2 separate regions of the Capra hircus genome follow, and region 2 is linked to region 1. A link is a contact called in public Hi-C data. All regions are on one chromosome and are shown on one strand. The core of a region is the stretch at or near the end of the contact, and the rest is flanking DNA. Distances in the headings are between cores, read along the strand shown. Region 1 holds the start of KMT5A (N-lysine methyltransferase KMT5A). Region 2 holds the start of TMED2 (transmembrane emp24 domain-containing protein 2).

Region 1 (3,008 bases), core at 280-2,779:
CATCTCCCCACACAGGCTCTGTAAAATTCCCTATTTTCATTTTACCCACAGCATTAATCACTATTCAGTATTATCTTTATTTTTAACTTTGTTTAAATTTTTTTTGGCTGCTCCCCATGGCATTTGGGATCTTAGTTCCCTGACCACGGATCAAACCTGTGCCCCCTGCATTGGAAGTGAAAATCTAAACCGCTGGACTGCCAGAGAAGCCCCTTAATATTACCTTTAAAAAGTGGTTTCTTATTTCTTTCCTAAGAAATTTAGGCATCTGTCTTATTTGCCACTGTGTCCTTGGGGGATCGGACAGAGCCAATAAACAGCTCAATAAATGTTCAATTAATGCATTTTAGTGAAAGTAAAAACCTCTGTATATCTATGGAAGGTGGAAGGAATCTGGCAGATCACAGATGACTCCATCATTTGACAGCTGGGTAAGCTGAGGACCAGAGAGCTGAAATGATATACCAAAAAGCACAGTGAGTGACAAGTGTTGCTTCCTACTTTCCCCGGTGCTTTCACATATATCACCTTGTTTTGCTCTTCTGCTTTCCTGGTGTAAATGATAGGGTCCTTGGGCAATGGTGGGGATTCCAAAATCATCTCGGGAACCAAAGAGAGAGAATGGACCTCTGCTCCTATCTCCAGGAAGGATCCCCAGGGAAGAGCTGTAACTGAACACCTTATCTGTGTTCAAAGCAAAGAATACCTAGGATACCTGTGCTTCTCAGGGACTTAAACGACAGAGGCTCCTCTGGGTGGGGAAAGGCGCAGGGTTGTTTCCCTGGGGTGAGGGAAGCCCTCTAGTGGACTAGCACTCAAAAGATTGATCCAGGACCCAGAAATAAACTGTTCCGTGACGTTGGGCAGCAAGTGAGTTACCTGTTCCTTCTGATCCTCTGTTTCCCCATCTGTAAAAACAGTTGGGGTATGTTGGGCTAGGATCGCTGTGGTTCCAGGAGGCTGACTCAAGTCAGTTGGTAAGAACTCTGCCTGCGGGTTTTGAATACTGGAAGAACAGACTCCATAAACCTTGCAACCTAGTAATGAATGGATTAAACTGCTGAAAAGGTCAAGGTGGTTCGGATGTTAAACTGCTGGGGGCTAGGCTTCCCATAAGGGGTGGTCGAGAGGTCAAAGGTCGGGTTCCGGTCAAACCCGAGAAAAACCGGAAGTCCCCTGTGGTTCTACTCGGAGCCGGGGCCGCCAGCCGCGTGACTAAATCTCCCCGGGGCGGAGCTTCAGCCGCCAGGGGGAGGAGTTTGGAGCCCCCCAATGGCAGGGCAGCTCCCCTTCCAGCACAGCCAATCAACGCGGAGGGACGGTAAAATTTAAACCCCCTCCCTCCTCCTCCGCTGAGACCTGTCCCGAAAGCGTTGGTAGAAAGTGCGGCCGCTCGCCCCGCCCCCGCTGAGGAGGCGGGGAAAAGGGCGGGCTTTCCCTCCAGAGTTTGCCTATCACGGCGGGCAGCCTGAGGAGAGACGGGCAGCGGCGCCAATCAGGGCAGCAGCCGGGACCCGGCGGAGCAGTTGGCTACAGTTGTTGCAACTTTTTTCGAAAGCTGCGTTTCCCGGGAGATCCTAGGCGGTGACAGAGCAGGGCCATGGCTAGAGGTATTGGCCCCGGTGGCCAGCGCCGGGGCTGCTGGGTTGGGGGCGTCGCGCTGCAGGCGACATCGAAGTGACGGGAGCAGCGTCGGGAAGGCGCTCTCCCGCCGGCTGCTCGGAAGGCGCGCGGGGACTAGTAGGGTTGCGGGGGGAGGGGCTGCGGAACCTTTCTCACCTCTTCCCCACCCTTGCTCCAGAAGCCCCCAGAAACCCCTCCCACTCCTGTGCTTCGGTTTCCCCTTTTTAAAGTGTGGGCACTTGGTGACCTGCCTCTCGAGAGGCAACGGGGCCATATGTCAAAGATGTTTGGAAACTAAAGCGACTAGCACCTCAAGGGAATGGTTGTCATTGATACAAATGAGGGGGACGGCGAGGCTTCGCTTGCTTAGGGGCTCTCTCTGGTTTGGAAAGGAGGTGACCCTAGGTGAGGGCACAGATCGGTATCCTACTTGGTGGGGAGCGTGTCCGAGTGGACACCGCGGCAGGCGCCTTCCTTTCCCTTTCCACTCCCTGAGTCAGCTCTGCGCCGCCGGGGCGGGGACGGGCCCCGCTGGCCCACTTTGGGGTGAAACAGGTCCCCTGGCACCTCCCGGCGCGGCACTTCGGCGCCGCAGCTGATCAGGGCTCCTGCCCACGGGAGATGGCTTGGGTGGGGTTGTGCTGCCGCGAGGGAGTCGATGTCTCTCTCTGCCTGAAGTTCTTCGCACAATTAGTTTGCTGTCAAGACAGACCCACGTTATGCGGCAAAGTATAACCGCCGGTCGTTTCCAGCCACTGTGTCCATGCAAAAACTTGAGCGTGACGGTTCACTTGAATTATTATGTAAAATAAATAAGTCGAGGTTTTACATTTTTCTCAAAATTCCCAGGATATTGCACGTTAGTAGGAATTTGCCTTAATGCAGTATGCAGGCAGATCTTTACCTTCTCAGCCACTAGGGAAGCCCAGGCTCCCCAGAGCGGTCATAATGAACAAAATAAGGAAATATTTATCGGGCTTCTTTGTTTTCAGCCCCTGCACCCAGTTGCATCATTTATTGTCGTAGCATCCCTTTAGGGTCTTTGGGAACAAGACTTACCTAGATTTTGATTAAGAAATAAGGCATAGTGAACTTCAAGTTAAAGAGCTTCATAACCTAGTCCACAGAGAAAAGTAAGATGCCTCAAATATTCTTCTTCAGGAAAGTGTTAAGCATCTAAAAGTATATTTAATAATATCTGGCTAATTTATCTGACAAGTCTGAATAAAATTATGAAAGTGAAAGTAACTCAGTCATGTCTGACTTTGTGGCCCCTTGGACTCTAGCCCACCAGGCTCCTCTGTCCATGGAATTCTCCAGGCAAGAATACTGGAATGGGTTGCCATTCCCTTCTCCAAGGGATCTTCCCAACCCAGGGATCGAAC
Region 2 (3,008 bases), core at 179-2,678, 140 kb after region 1:
ATAGGGAAATTAAGGTTCAGAGAGGTAATGGAACATAAATAAGGTCACACAGCTATGTGCAAAGCCGGAGTAACAACCCAGATCTCCTCATGCTCAGGCCAGTTCAGTGAACTTGACATGTCAACTACCATGTCATGGGTGAGGTTTTTTTTGTGGGGCTTCCCTGGTGGCTCAGAGGGTAAAGTGTCTGCCTGCAATGCAGGAGACCTGGGTTCGATGCCTGGGTCAGGAAGACCCCCTGGAGAAGGAAATGGCACGCCACTCCAGTACTCTTGCCTGGAAAATCCCATGGATAGAGAAGCCTGGTAGACTACAGTCCATGGGATCGCAAAGAGTCAGACACGGCTGAGTGACTTCACTTTCTTTATGGTAGGGCCTAAGAGTACAGCACACAAGCGCAGGTATGCAAAAACTAGTGCCTCGGGAGTGACTGGTAAATAAAGGACTGTAACTCCAAGCACAGAGGAAGGGGCTAGTATTGCGCAAGGGGGAAGTCTAGAGCTGACATTTGAGTTGGGTTTTGAGGGATGTGTAGGAGTACCTCAGGAGGCAAAGGGTGGGGAAAAAATTGTCTTAGTAGCTGGCAATATTTAAGGGGGTGCAGGGTGTCAGCAAGACTTTTGGGGAGGTGAGAGACTTCTTATTTTGGAGGATGTAGCCAAGGGAAAGTTTTTTTTGTGTGCATGTGGTTGTAATATAGACATACAGTAAAGCAAAAAATATGGAGCGCTACTCAAGGATACAGCTTGAGCTATTAAAAAAGCATATGTAAACACTCGTGTACCCATCGTTTAGTGACGATACGATAAAACATTTCCAACATCTTCCTGGAGTGAGTTGCCATTCCCTTCTCCAGAGGATCTTCCTGACCCAAGGATCAAAGCTGGGTCTCTCGCATTATGGGCGGGGTCTTTACCATCTGAGCTACTAGGGAAGCCTTTTACATGAACATCTACCCATCATTTAGTGACGATATGATATAACATTTCCAACATCGCGTAAGTTTCCCTCGTGCCCCTTCCCAATCTATACGCACCCGCGTCTTTCCCCCGTCGGTTTTTTTTGTTTTTTTGTTTTTTTTTGAGTGACAGGAAGTTAAAAGTTCAAAGCCTTTGGCTTCAGCCCCATCTCCTTATACTCCTATTGCTGCCTCCAAATCTTTCGCTATCTTTATGGATAATCCTAACAGCGTCTCGCACGAGGCAGAGGAGGTTTCTTGATACTACCGCTTTCTAGTATGGCCCATGGAAATTTAGGCAGTACATGAATGGAACTAGTGACGGAGACGATGGTTTCTGGTCCTTCTGAGCCACCGTCCAGGCTCGAGACGCGCGGAGCATTCTTGTCCCTCGGCGGCCGCCGTGCGTCCGTTACGTGGCAGCTACGGGCGCCAGCCAATCCGCGGCGCCCGCATCAGCCCCCTCGGGCGGCGCAGCCGGAAGGGGCGGAGCTGAGGCGGCGGCGGCTGAAAAGGCAGCGGTGGCGGCAGCGACGAAGGCGGCTCCGGAGGCCGCAGTCCCGGTCCTGGCTTCGCCCCCAGCCCCACCATGGTGACGCTCGCTGAGCTGCTGGTGCTCCTGGCCGCCCTCCTGGCCACGGTCTCGGGCTACTTCGTCAGCATTGACGCGCATGCAGAGGAGTGCTTCTTCGAGCGGGTCACCTCGGGCACCAAGATGGGCCTCATCTTCGAGGTGGCGGAGGGAGGCTTCCTGGACATCGACGTGGAGGTGCGGGCGCGCTGCCCGAAGCGGGGGCCCGCGGCCGCTCGGGGGTTGGCGGCGCCCGGGGCCCGCGTGGGGCCAGCGTGGAGAGCGGGACCCGGAGGCCGCTGTCCGATTCCAGGGAGGGGCCTGGGCCGCCACCCGGCGACCCCCTAACGGCCCTTTCCCTCGCACCCGCCCGGTTTCCGAGCTCCGCTCGGGAGACGGAACCGTTGCTTGGCTGCTTTGGATTCTCAGCTTGAACGGCTGGTTCCCTTTGGAACCCCTCGCCGAGCTTTGTCTACCAGGCGCCGCGTGTCATCTCTGGGCCCAGGAGGCGCTACACGGTCTTGTTTAGCTGATGGCAGGTCTCGATCCGGGCAGCAGCTGCTTCCCTTCCTAGCGCGAATTAAAGTTGGGACGTGGCATGGAAACTTCTGAAAAAGTAAATCGGAAGCTGTTGAGGAATGCTAGGTAGACGTTCGCGTTGTGTTTGCCTTTATTTTTCGTAGAAACGACCCGAGTTAACCCGTTCTTACGCAGACCTTCGGATACCTCGGTTAGTCATCTCTGATTAAGAGAGTGGAGTTGGGTTATGCGTTTTAGAAGTGATTGCAGTGAAGTATCTGTGGAGAAAACGGAAAATCGTTTTAAGAAACCAGCAGTCCCTAAATTTTGTCGTATATCATTTTCTTTAAACCAAAAGAATGACTCGCCTCTAACTTTTTTAAGGAAACCAGATGGAATGAATATTTAAACCTACGGGTTAGCATGATTAATTGTGTCTATGGGTTTTCCCATCTAACAGTTAACGTCAGCAGAGTTGGGCATAAATTACACAAAACAAGTGAAGTTCAGAAATAAGGGGATAATGGAGGTAATAACTGTTAAAATCAGCTAGGCTCTTAAGAGATCAGCTCTTTCAGTCTGCAGGTGGCACGGGCTTCATAAGAGGAACTACTTGAGCAAGGTCTAACAACTGATTTGGAGCACACTGGGATGAGAACATGGGTCTCTGAATTTCCAGTTTTCTAGTCTTTTTCCTTAAGTCCTCAGGCATATAAGATAAAGCAGATTCCTTCACCAGTAGGCAGTAATCAGTCAGGAAAACCTCAATGTGTAGGCTTGCTCAAAGTTCTTAGTTTTAAAAGAGATTTATTTTTTGTTGTTTTGATATTAATAGCTACATATTTGTCTGTTGGTGGTATTGGGCCACTTGAAGACAAGTGTATGGTGTGGTATCTGTTTCTGATTGGTTTACTGAGTTGGAAAATTAAGACAAATGTAGTCAGAGTTGAAAGGTATTCA

What was found. A called contact is a pair of places that touch in the nucleus more often than the background predicts.
Region 2: a contact with region 1 is called in a Hi-C map of blood, with 6 times the contacts expected there. The contact joins the promoter of TMED2 here to the promoter of KMT5A in region 1. A contact is called at or near these places in 2 of 5 Hi-C or Micro-C datasets (blood and liver).

What each region holds. Positions count from the first base shown.
Region 1 is chr17:18,984,136-18,987,143 of ARS1.2, forward strand. KMT5A (N-lysine methyltransferase KMT5A) reads left to right here and starts at 1,530. Exons shown (of 8, transcript XM_018061360.1): 1 at 1,530-1,610. The coding sequence starts at 1,601.
Region 2 is chr17:19,123,259-19,126,266 of ARS1.2, forward strand. TMED2 (transmembrane emp24 domain-containing protein 2) reads left to right here and starts at 1,429. Exons shown (of 5, transcript XM_018061365.1): 1 at 1,429-1,727. The coding sequence starts at 1,548.